2 separate regions of the Oryctolagus cuniculus genome follow, and region 1 is linked to region 2. Evidence: chromatin contacts called from public Micro-C data. All regions are on one chromosome and are shown on one strand. The core of a region is the stretch at or near the end of the contact, and the rest is flanking DNA. Distances in the headings are between cores, read along the strand shown.

The links. Hi-C and Micro-C count contacts between places; a contact is called where the count stands out from the background.
Region 1: a Micro-C map of ear pinna shows a contact between it and region 2, with 4 times the contacts expected there. The contact joins the promoter of LFNG here to the enhancer-like site in region 2. A contact is called at or near these places in 3 of 6 Hi-C or Micro-C datasets (ear pinna, skin fibroblasts and an unstated tissue).

Annotation. Positions count from the first base shown.
Region 1 is chr19:37,310,674-37,316,430 of mOryCun1.1, forward strand. LFNG (LFNG O-fucosylpeptide 3-beta-N-acetylglucosaminyltransferase) reads left to right here and starts at 3,137. Exons shown (of 8, transcript XM_002724021.5): 1 at 3,137-3,665. The coding sequence starts at 3,234.
Region 2 is chr19:37,271,028-37,276,585 of mOryCun1.1, forward strand. No RefSeq gene overlaps it. Among named protein-coding and RNA genes, the nearest start is that of GRIFIN, 14 kb to the right of the region's middle. Within about 2 kb of position 3,869, at least 2 of the 8 cell types and tissues checked have an H3K27ac peak or open chromatin away from gene starts, as enhancers often do. A contact at or near this core is called in ear pinna, where this site is marked.

The DNA of each region.
Region 1 (5,757 bases), core at 1,887-4,386, 39 kb after region 2:
GTGGAGGGACTTCCCGGGAGGGCTGGCTTTGCAGGGTGTCCCCCAAGGGCACCTTACCTGTCCTGAGCCACCTCAGAGGCGGGCTCTGACGGGCCTGGCCACTCTGTCCACTCGGACACCCAGGCAGCTCGCCTCCAGAAAGGTCTTTGCTTAGCGTGGGCATTGTACCCACCCCAAGCCAGCCCTGGCCAGGGCCGGAAGGCGCCAGGCCCACCGTGATGACGGAAGCCCACAGAGAGATGGGAACGGGCCCAAGGCCTCACAGCCTGAGAGCCAGGGCGCGGGGGTGCTGGGCAGAGCAGGTGGGCGGGGCTCGGCAAGGGGGGCGCCCCTTGCAGCTGGGCGCTGCCTGCTTCTTCCCTGGGGCGGTGCCTGCCCCAGCTGCCCTCATCCGCTGCACCCCTTCCCGCCTGCCTCGCGACCTGCCAGGCTAGGCGTCCTGGCCACCCTGGGCCCTCCTCTGTTGGCGGTGACTGCACCTCCCTGGCCCACCTTGGCCTTGCCACTGCCCCTTAGGAGCCTGGGGGCAGTCATCCCGGTGACCCTGGGCTCTGCTGCCGGCCTGCAGGGGGGCGGCTCCCGGCTGCAGAGCAAGGGGCCGGTGGGGTCCACCCTTTAGGTCTCCAGCCATCTCGCCCGCTCCCTGCAGGAGGGCCTTCCCAGAGCCAGCCCGGGGTGGGGGGGGGGGCAAGGAAGAGCCACCCTGGGCCCGCCTCTGGCAGAGACAGTGACCCGAATTTGCAGCCGGCTGGAGGCAGCGGGCCAAGGGCCAGGCTGCCTGCTCCGTCCACCCGTCACCCCCAGCACTTTCCGAAACTGATGGTGAGGACTGAGACTCAGAGGAGCAGGGCAGTGGTCCCTGGGGGTGGCAGGCAAACGGTCCAGCTGGCCCTGGGCCCCGACACCCCCAGCCCGGGGCAGCCTGCTCTGCTCTGTAGCCCCTCCCCGGCTGCTGGCTGCCCTGAGCTGCTCTCTCATCACATCGCCCTGCAGTGTACTGGGGGAGGGGGCTCTTGGGGGATCCTGGCTGGGGGGGAGGGGCACAGCTGTGGCTGGAGCTGGCGAAGGGGCAGGGGGCGGCTACCGACCCACCCCCCTCCCGTTTCAGACCTCAAGGAGTCACCACGAAATTCCATTCTCCTGACAGCAAAGAAACTGAATCAGTCTTGCCAAAGCCTGCGGGACACCCAAGAATGCTGCCAGCCGCGTCCTGTGGCTCCCAGACGGGCAGCCACAGCTGGCCGCCCCCACCAGGCCCTGCTGTGGGAGGAGGAAGCCCCCGCCCAGCTCTGCGCTCCACACTGGCGGTGGAGCCGGGCTCAGCCCCTCCGCTTGCCTTCTGTGCCCTGGGAGCCTCTTCCCTCCCTCTAGGCTGATGGACTTGCTGCAGGGTGCAGGGGGCTCAGCACCCACCCTCGCGGCCAGCGACTGCGCCTGGCCCGCTGGGGCTGGCGAGAACTGTGGGGAACAGCACGGCAGGGCAGGGACCAAGCCGCAAGGTTGGGGAGCCTTGGCCACTTCCACCTGCACACGTGTGCAGGGGCCGCAGCATGGGGACGGAGGACAGGGACTCCAGGCCTCGTGGCCCAGGGAGGAGAGGCCAGGGATCTCTCTGGAATAGCAGAGGCACGGGAGACCGACGCGGGGCAGCTGGGCTGGGCTCTGCGGCCTGGGAGCAGCCAGCCCGGCTGCCCTGCCCTTCTCTCTCCTGCACACCTCAAGCCCTCCAGCGTCCGCCAGGCTCCAGGGCAGGGCTCCGGCTGATGGGGGAGGGGTTTATGGCAGGAGGTGACGCCATGGGAGACTTGTCACTTGGGCACATCCAGCGCCATCTGCTCAGGCATCTGCCTGCCGAGGTGGTGCCTGCTAATTACCTGCGGTGTGTTGTGGGGGTGGGGAGAGGCAGGAAGCGGCCTGGGAACCACCATCCCCCACCCCCCATCACTGGCGAGCTAGGAGTGCCCCCCCTCCCCCCGCGGCAGCCGCAGAAGCAAATGGGCCGCAGCTTCCGCGCGCGGGTCTGGCGAGGGGATCAGACATTTATCCCAATAAATCTTTGTACAGCCCGCTGGTGCTCCCGGCCAGGAGGACGCTAGGGCGCGCCCGGCTGTCGCTCTGGGCAGGCAGCTCACGTGCTGGGATGACCGTGCAGCGGGCAGTGAGCACGGCCAGAGAGGCAGCCCAGCGCGGTGGTCGCGGAGCGTCTCCCCAGGAGGGGTGCAGCCAAGCGCAGAGCCGCTCCCAGCCGCGCTTCCGGACGGCGCGGCTGGGACCCCGTTCCCGCTCCGGGGGCCCCGGGCCACTTCCGGGCCCTCAGCCCCTCACCCTCGGCCCCAGGCGCGCATTCCTAACGCCCCCGCTCGTGCAGGGGCCCGCCGGGACCCGTGGGAAGGGCCGGGGTGGGCGCCGCGGGATGCGGAGGGCGCACAGCTGGGCTACATCTGGCCCGCGCGCCCAGCGACCAAATGGGACAGAGGGAGGCCTTTCATCCTGCTCGCCACGGGGCGCCGGTTCGGGTTCCGGGAGGGGGAGGAACCAGCCCGCCCGGCGCGCGCCAAGGAGCTCGTGCTGGGGCGCGGAGCGCGATCTGGCAAAGGCGCTGTCTCGCTGCAGCCTGGTGTGCGCACCTGCGGCACAGGTGGCCAAAGTTCCCCACAGCCACGACGGCTGCCCGGAGCCCAGCGCGGGCGACCCAGACGCTTCCCAGGGGAGGCTGGGCTCGGCGAAGCAGGGGCCTCCCCAGCCCTCAGCCTGGGGTCCAGGACCCCAGGGCCCAGCCCCCCGGGCGCGCTCCTCCGCGCGCCAGGTGCCCAGGTGCGCCTCGGCGGCACGGGCCTGCCCGGGTTTCACAGCCCAGGCTACCGGCGCTGGCCCGCCCCAAAGCCCCACGCCCCACGCCCCTCAGCGGCCCACCCCAGCAGGAGGGGTGTGCACGTGCGAGCGGGGGCGGGGCCCGGCGCCCACCGGCCGTTCCCAGCCCCCCGCCGCGGCCCCACGTGGGTGCTGCCCGGCCGCCGGGCGCCGCGCGCGAGGCTCCACCCCCACGCCCCAGAGCCAATGAGCGCGCGGGGGCGGGCCGGGGGCGGGGCTGGCGGGGCGCTTTAAGGGCGGCGCGCGCAGGCGGTGCCCTGCTGGACGGCGCTTCGGGAGCCGGAGCGGGATCCGGGCGCGGGCCGCGGGGCGCGGGCGTGCGGGCGCACGGGCAGGCGCGGCGCGCGGCCGCCCCCTCAACCATGCTCAAGCGCTGCGGCCGGCGCCTGCTGCTGGCGCTGGCCGGCGCGCTGCTCGCCTGCCTGCTGGTGCTCACGGCTGACCCGCCGCCGCCCCCGGTGCGGGCCGAGCGGGGCAGGCGCGCGCTGCGCAGCCTGGCGAGCCCCGCGGGGGCGGCCCCGGCGGCGGCGGCGGCGGCGGCTGCGGAGCCTCCGGGCGCGCTGGCCCGCGAGGTGCACAGTCTGTCCGCGTACTTCAGCCTGCTGGCCCGCGCGCGCAGGGACGCGGCACCCCCGCCCGGGCGCGCCCCTCGCCGGGTGGACGGCGCCCCGCGCGCCCCCGCCGAGCCGCTGGCGCCCCGCGACGTCTTCATAGCTGTGAAGACTACCAGAAAATTCCACCGCGCGCGCCTCGACCTGCTGCTCGAGACTTGGATCTCGCGCCACAAGGAGTCGGTGAGCCCTGGGGCTGCGGTGGCGTGGGCTGAGGGCGCCCGTCGGGCCCTGCTGCAGGCGGCTCGGCGCTGTCCCGCCCCTGGGGCCGTCTGGTGGGGCGGCGACTGCCCACCCTGCGGTTGTCGGGCGGCCTGGGGGGCCCGGGTGCAGGCTCTGGCCGAAGCCGGGTCTCCAGCGCTTGGGGCCGGCGCCCTGGGCTGCGGCGTGTCCCACAGGGCTGACTGCTTCCCGAGGCGCTGCGGTCTCCAGATCTCCCCAGGCAGGCTCTGCCCATGTCCCCGGAGGGCACCCGCGCTGGGCTGCGAGCCCTCCCTGGCTTTCCCTAGAGGGGAAGTGAGGGGTCGGGCCCCTTCTTCCTCCTGCTGTGCTGTGGTGGGCGCAGGCCGTTGCTGGCTGCTCGGTGCTGGACACGCGTTTGGAAAGAAAGAGACGGCTCGGCTTGTGGGTCTGTGTGGAGACCCGTCGCCACTGCGCTGCGGCCCCCAGGCTGGGGGTCCCGCCGAGACCCTCCCTCTCTGGGTCTCCCCCCCAGGCTACGGCAGGACCTTGGTTTGGGGCGGGTGGGCCAGTCCAGGCGCATCTCCCCTGGCGTGGTGGGGGGGCACCCCACGCCTCTTCATTTCTGTTCTGACCCCAGGGCCCCTGGCGTGGCTGAGGGACTTGGGGTGGGATCGGGGAGTGCAGGGAGGGGCCCTGGGCGGCCCACAGCAGCCCCTTGGGAACGCAGCGTCCCTTTCTCAGGGGCTCAGCGGGCTGGCAGGCGGGGGCCGCGGGGGCGCGGGTTTTGTTTGGCGGCCGGGCCGTTAGGATTCCCAGCGCCTGGCGGCTCTCACGCCGGCCCTTGGCCAAGGTAACAAAGCCCCTTTCTCCAGCCCAGAAAGGCGTGGGCCTCTGTGTGCCGCTTGGCGTCCATGGGAACGCCGCGGCCCGCTGGCCACTCAGGTTGCCTGGCGATGAGGGCCAGCCCCCCCATGTCCCTGAGTGACAGCCCTGGGGGCACTGGCCCTCCCGCTGCGCGGCCGCTCTCATCCAGGCACTGCCAGGCCTTCGCAGAGGGGCTGCGGTTCACCCAGCTGGGCTGCATGGGCTCCACCAAGTCCCGGGGACCCTCGTGGTCCTCACGTCTGGAGTGGAGGGAGTGTCGCCCTCCCGGCCAGTGGGTGCTGACGGGCACACGCTGCCCAGGAGGGGCTGTCTTACCCCCGACTGGAACTCACAGAGGACCCATCCTCCTGGCCCTGTGCGGGGGGTCTCAGTCCAGTCTGAGGGGGGAGGCACGAGGAGGTCAGGATTGTCTTGTGGCTGGGGGGGGGGACTTCCTGGAGGAAGCGCCGTTTGAACTAGACTGAGCGTGAAAAATTGCCCGTCCAGGGCCGCCCAGGCCTCCTCAGCACAAGCGTGAGGTTGTGCAAGAAACTTGCAGAGGTGGGGGCGGGGTGGCCTGGGCAGCAGGGGCCACACGGGGACGGGCCCTGCAGTCCAGGATGGAGAGCTGGCCTCTGGCCCACCCCACCCTGCTCCCTCCCCCGCGGCGGGCCAGCCCGCAGAGGCTGCCACCTCAGCGGCCACAATTGCTGGGGGAGAACTGGGCATCCTGTGTTTCTTTGAACCGTGGCTCCAGGAACAATGCCGCTTCCTGTGGGTGTCCCCCGGCCCCCGCCTCCTGCCCTGGTCTTCCTCCTTTGGGGAAGTCTGGGTCCAGCACCCCCTCCGCCCCACGGGACCCCTGTGGGCTGGGGCTTGCACCGCTCCGGGCCTGGACCTTCTGGGAACCCATCTCCGGTGTGCCGCTGCCCACACGGGTGGTTCTGCTGCACCCATTTCACAGAGGAGGAAGCTGAGGCCCAGAACGGCGGGCAGCCCCCTCCGCGGGCTCCTGCGGCTCCATGGTGGGGCGGCTGGAGGCTGGGTGCCCCACACCCTGCAGCCCCGCCCGCCCGCTGAACAAAGGTGACTTTAATCTCTGTAGCCCTGGGCTGGGTTTTTAGGGCACCACCAAAGCGCGGGAGCAGGCCCAGCTCATTAAGAAAGCGTTTTCCTTTGAATGCCGCGCGCGCGAGGAGCCCTCGCCTCCCACGGCATTCCTGGGCCG
Region 2 (5,558 bases), core at 2,619-5,118:
GGCCCTGGACACACACCCCCTCCCCTCCCGGAGCGGCGGTGTGGAGGGAGCAAGCCAGGGCCACCCCCAGGCAACAGGGGCTCCCTGCACTTTGTGCGCTTGTCAGCAGCTCCACGTCTTCCCAGGGCACCTCCCGAGCTGTCTCCATGCCCCCGCCTGCTCCATTGCCTGCGGCAGCCCAGAGCCCTCTCCTAGCTTTCCTGACGGGAAGCCTGGTGCCCTGCCGGGCTCCTCTGCAGGCGCCCAGCCCTGTGCTGGCAGGGGACGGCAGCTCAGGGGAGCCACCTGATGCTTCCGGCAGAGTGGCAGCACCTGGAAGGGTAACGGGCTCCCCAGCACCCCACAGGGACGCCAGCACAGGGCCAGGGAGAGTCACGGGGCCACACACATGTTGTCCATCAGAGGGGAGTTCCGGGTGACGCCGTGCAGGGGACGGCCGTTGTGTTGCCCGCATGCCCTCCCTCTGGTCGCACAGCCCGGCCCTCCCTCCCCACTCGTAGCCCAGGAGAGCTGGGTGGGCCCGAGCATGGCCGTGCCTAGGCAGCTTCACCGAGGTGGGTAGCAGGTGGGCTCCTCACCCAGCCAGGACCCGTGCGACGCAGTGTGCTTTGCTGGTGTCTTTGAGAAGGGGCTTTGCCCAAGTGCTCGTGACCCCCGTGCCTACCCCAGAGTGCGCCCCGAGATGCCTCCAGCTGGCGAGGAGGGCACGTGCCGTGGGAGCACGTGACACCCCACCCACCTGTGCGGGCCCACAGGTGCCACCAGCTGAAGCCTCTTTGAATTGGATTTCTGACTCACAGCCTTCTGAATTCACACACTGGTGTGTGATACAGGGGCTGGAGGACGCTCCATTAGCTGAGACACCCCACGGCCCCCTCTCCGGGTGTAGACCATTGTTCCCAAGGCACCAGTAATTTCTTAGCAGTATGAAATTGTTTTTAAGGTTTTGTTTATATGAAAGGCAGAGTTACAGAGGGGGAGAGAGAGAGAGAGAGACATAGCTTCCGTCTGGTGGTTCACTCCCCAAATGGCTGCAGCAGCCGGGGCTGGGCCAGGCTGAAGCCAGGAGCCAGGAACTCCCTCCTGGATTCCCATGTGGGTGGCAGAGGCCCAAGTACTTGATCCATCCTCCGCTGCTTGCCCAGGTGCATTGGCAGAGAGCTGGATTGGAAGTGGCGCAGCTGGGACTTGAATAGCATTCCCATATGGGATGCTGGCGTGGCAGGTGGTGGCTTAACCCGCTGCGCCACCACGCCGGCCCCGACAGAGGGTCCTCCTGCGCTGAGCAGCGGCTGGCCCTCAGGTGTGCCTGGTGGAAGCAGCCGTTGGTGGCGGACCTGCAGGCGGCCACGCAGTGCCGAGCCTCCAGGATCTGTCTCGGGGCAGGGAGCCGACAGTATGTACTGTGCCTTCATTTCCGCGGTGGAACAACCACCCGCGGGAGGGACTAAGTCCTCCTGTCTGTGTGCACTTTGAAACCCTTGGATGAAAAGGCAAGCACCACCCAGAGCCCAGCCGTGCCTAGCCGCCACCCGGCCGCGCTGCTCTGGGGCCGGGCAACGCTTCCTGCCTTTGTGGTTTCAGGAGCCTTGACGCACGGAGGCGCCACGCTCAGTGAGGGCTCCCACTGCCTGCCGGGCTCGGCTCAAGAATTCTCGGGCTGCTGGCACCACGGCTCAATAGGCTAATCCTCCGCCTGCGGCGCCAGCACACCGGGTTCTAGTCCCGGTTGGGGCGCCGGATTCTGTCCCGGTTGCCCCTCTTCCAGGCCAGCTCTCTGCTGTGGCCCGGGAGTGCAGTGGAGGATGGCCCAGGTGCTTGGGCCCTGCACCCCATGGGAGACCAGGAGAAGTACCTGGCTCCTGCCTTTGGATCAGCGCAGTGTGCCGGCTGCACCGCGCCGGCCACAGCGGCCATTGGAGGGTGAACCAACGGCAAAGGAAGACCTTTCTCTCTGTCTTTCTCTCTCACTGTCCACTCTGCCTGTCAAAAAAAAAAAAAAAAAAAAAAGAGAATTCTTGGCTCACAGGATGTGAGAGTGAGGGCAGGGGCGTGTGGTGCCGTGTCAGGGCCAGAGGCAGGGGCAGGACAGGGCCGCCGTACCACACAAGCCGGCTCCCCAGGAGGTGGGCAGGGGCCAGGCCATGACTTCTGGCTCGGCCTCTGCCCCTGGACTGGAGATCATCTTGTAAGCAAACTTGGAGCAGCCCTTGAAAATACTGTTTGCCCCACGAGGAAGTGCCACCTTTGCTTACACGCTAGGGAGAGGCGCTCCTGAGTGGACATCAGCTCGGGGAACCTCGGTGCTCCCGGGCCAGAGGGGACAAGGGTTTGGGTCCCTGCCCCGTGGCTTCAAGCGAGACGACGGTATCTCTTACCCTGCACCTGGGGGCCTCCCCACACAGGGCTTCCACATGGTGTCCTTGCTCCTCGCCTGCCCCTGCACAGGGCCCCCACCCGACCCAGACCAGGGCTCCTGGTGCTTGGTGGGCCTTGTGGGAGAAGTGAGCACACGCAGTGTGAGAAATCACACCTGGCCAATCCCAGGTGGGAGGCGGGAACCCGAGCGCAGCCCCCCGCCCCCACTGTCACAGTGCTTCTCGCTCAAGGCCGAGGAGCCCACGTGGATGCTGGAAAGAGGCCGGTAGGCTCGGAAGCCCACGGCCCAGTCCCTGGTCAGGGCGGGACCCTGCTGCCTGGTGTCGGAGTGGGTGTCCCGCCTCGGGTCTCTGACAGCCAGCAGTCCTGGGCACAGCTGGCTGGGGGAGGGGCTGTGAGAGTCGCCCACAGAGCAGGGCTCCCCCGGACCCTGCCGGCTGCTGAGTGCCGGGGCAGTCTCCCCTAGGGAGATCCTTGGGCGAGGATGAGACCCCTCCCCCTCTCCTTTCCTTACTTGAAAGGCAGAGTTACAGAGAGGGAGGGAGAGACGGACGCAGAGAAAAGTCTTCCATCCGCTGGTTCACTCCCCACGTGGCCAGGAGCCTGCAGCTCCATCCGGCTCCCCACGTGGGCGGCAGGGTCTCCAGCGCTGTACCCTCAGCCCCGCCTTCCCAGGCATGGCAGGGAGCTGCCCTGGGCTGCCGGCGTCACAGGCTGCGGCTCAAACCTGCGGGGTGCTTTTCTTTCTGATGGCACTGAGGGCTTCAAAGGCCGTTGTGTGAAGCCGTCTTGCCGCTTCGGCCGGTCTGGGTCCACGTCCGGAACATGGTGGTTTGAGACTTGGGGGCGCGGATTCGCCCGCGGATCCTCAAGTGTCAGGTTGCAGAGTGGGCTGGCTCTGGAAGTGGTCTGGGCTTTGAAAAGCTTCGGTTGGAAAGCATTTGGCTCTAAAGTGTTCCAGAAACCTCTCCCAGAGCCAGAGCCGAGCAGGGGGTGGAGGGAGGGTGAGCTTAGGGCAGATGGGGCCACCCCGCCACCCGTGGGGGGAAGGCAGGGGGGCCTGGCTGCCAGAAACCTTCCCCCACGGGGCTTCCGGAAGAGGGTGCCTGTCTCAGCAGGGAGCCCTCCGCTCCCGACCCCGTGCTCCAGGGAGAGAGCCGGCCTGGGCCCCCGGGCTCCAGGGAGAGAGCCGGCCTGGGCCTGCCCGACCGTCTGAGCATCCACTTCAAAAGCCACGAGTGGAGCGGGCAGGAGTTGTGGGTTTGTTCCCATTTTCCAGATGGGGTAGTTGAGGCCCAGGCTGTGACAACTCCCTGAGGTCCCTCTATTACCAGGTCCCCAGACGTTGCCGTCTTGAGCCCCTGCTCTTCACAGATGTTTCCAGAGCTCTTGTGGGTGCGTCACCCACCACTGTGCAGCTGGACGGGGCACTCACACCTGGCCTGTGCCTGCCCAGGCGTGCGCTGGTCCCGGCAGGCCCCCGGAGCCTTGAGGAGCCAGCCCTGGGGCTGCGAGGGAGAGGACGGGCCTGGCCTGGGGCTGCCTTGGACCTCAGAGTGCTGGCCGAGGAAGTGAGGAGTTGGCAGGAGGGCGAACAGCAGGGAGCCAGCCGCAGGCCCGCGGGGTGACGTGGCCAGGGAGGAGAGGAAAAACCCAGCCACTAGGGAGGGGTTGCTGGCCGGGCTGCCCCAGGCCGCCCCACACACGCGGGTGTTACAGGGCCTCCTGTCCGCCACTGCGCACGCCACAGGGCAGCGTCTGCGGAGAGACATGGGCAGCCGTGTCAGGGCTTCCGGCTCCTCATTTGTCTGGTGACGGCCATGCCCATGGCTGCAGCCCCAGGGCTGTGTCCACTGTCCTGAGCAGATTCACCTCTGAGCCCAGGGGCGGAGCACAAGGGTTCGGTCAAGGGGTGGCGCCTATGGGGAGGTGGGCACGGTAGCCACGTGCCCCCCACCCTGTGTCCTACAGCCCACGCTGACCCCTGACCAGGCGGCTCTGGCACTCGTGGAGGGACCGTGTCCGGCGTGGCTGACCCACTCCAGGAAGCTGCTGTGCCTCAGGGCCTGGGACGTGGTCAAGACGGGTCCACAAGGCCTGCGAGCCATGGGGAGCCCACACACCGAGGGAAAGGCCTGGCTGTACAGCAGCTGAGAGCCGCCTCCCCCCGGCCTGCCAGCCTCCTGCAGGCCTGGCCACGGCCTCCGCCCTGCGCTCCGGCACGCCTGGGCTGCTGCCTGCAGAGCTGCGAGGGCCTGGTGCGCCGTCTGACTCACTGGGCCGTAGTGGCCAGGCTGGCCTTTTTTTTTTTTTTTTTAAGATTCATTTATTTATTTAAAAGTCAGAGTTACAAGATCTTCCATCCTCTGGTTCACTCCCCAGAGGGCTGCAACGGCCAGGGCTGGGCCAGGTGGAAGCCAGGAGCCAGGGGCTTCTTCTGGGTCTCCCACGAGGGTACAGGGGCCCAAGGACTTGGGCCATCCTCTGCTGCTTTCCCAGGCCATCAGCAGGGAGCCGGGATGGAAGTGGAGCAGCCGGGTCCTGAACCGGTGCCCATGTGGGATGCCAGTGCCCCAGGTGGAGGCTTTACCCACTATGCCACAGCGCCGGCCCCTGGAAAACCAGTTTGTTCGGGACTTGAACCAGAGGCCATTTGGGGTGCAGGCAGCAGCTTTACCGGCAGTAGCACGGCACCGGCCCTCCGGGCTGGGCTTTCCCAGGGACCACGTGGGCACCTGCGAGCCGGGCACCTCCCGTCTTAGTGACTGCGTTGTCATCAGAGTGCCCCTGGCCTGTAGTGTTGGCTGCCTGCCGCTGGGGACAGGAACCAAGGTGCAGGCCACAGACAGGGTGGTGGCGGGCCCTGGGGCCACTCCTGGGTGCGGGGGGCGTGGTGGAAAGGGCAGGGGGGCTCCAGAGGCATCCGGCCAAGGGGGGAGGTACAGAGGCAGCATCCCTAGGCCCAGTGGCTGCTGACCCTGACCCCGCCCAGGCCCACAGTCCCAGCCCGAGTGGCCAAGGTGCCTCTGTCTTTCTCATGGTGGCGGCCACCTCATGGTCTTTCCCCTGTCCACTTAACCTGCTGCCTTACCAGGCCAACAGACAGAGATCTGTCTGGGGGTGGGACGTGTGCATGGGAGTGTGGGTGTGCATGTGTGTTCATGGGTGTGTGAGCGTGC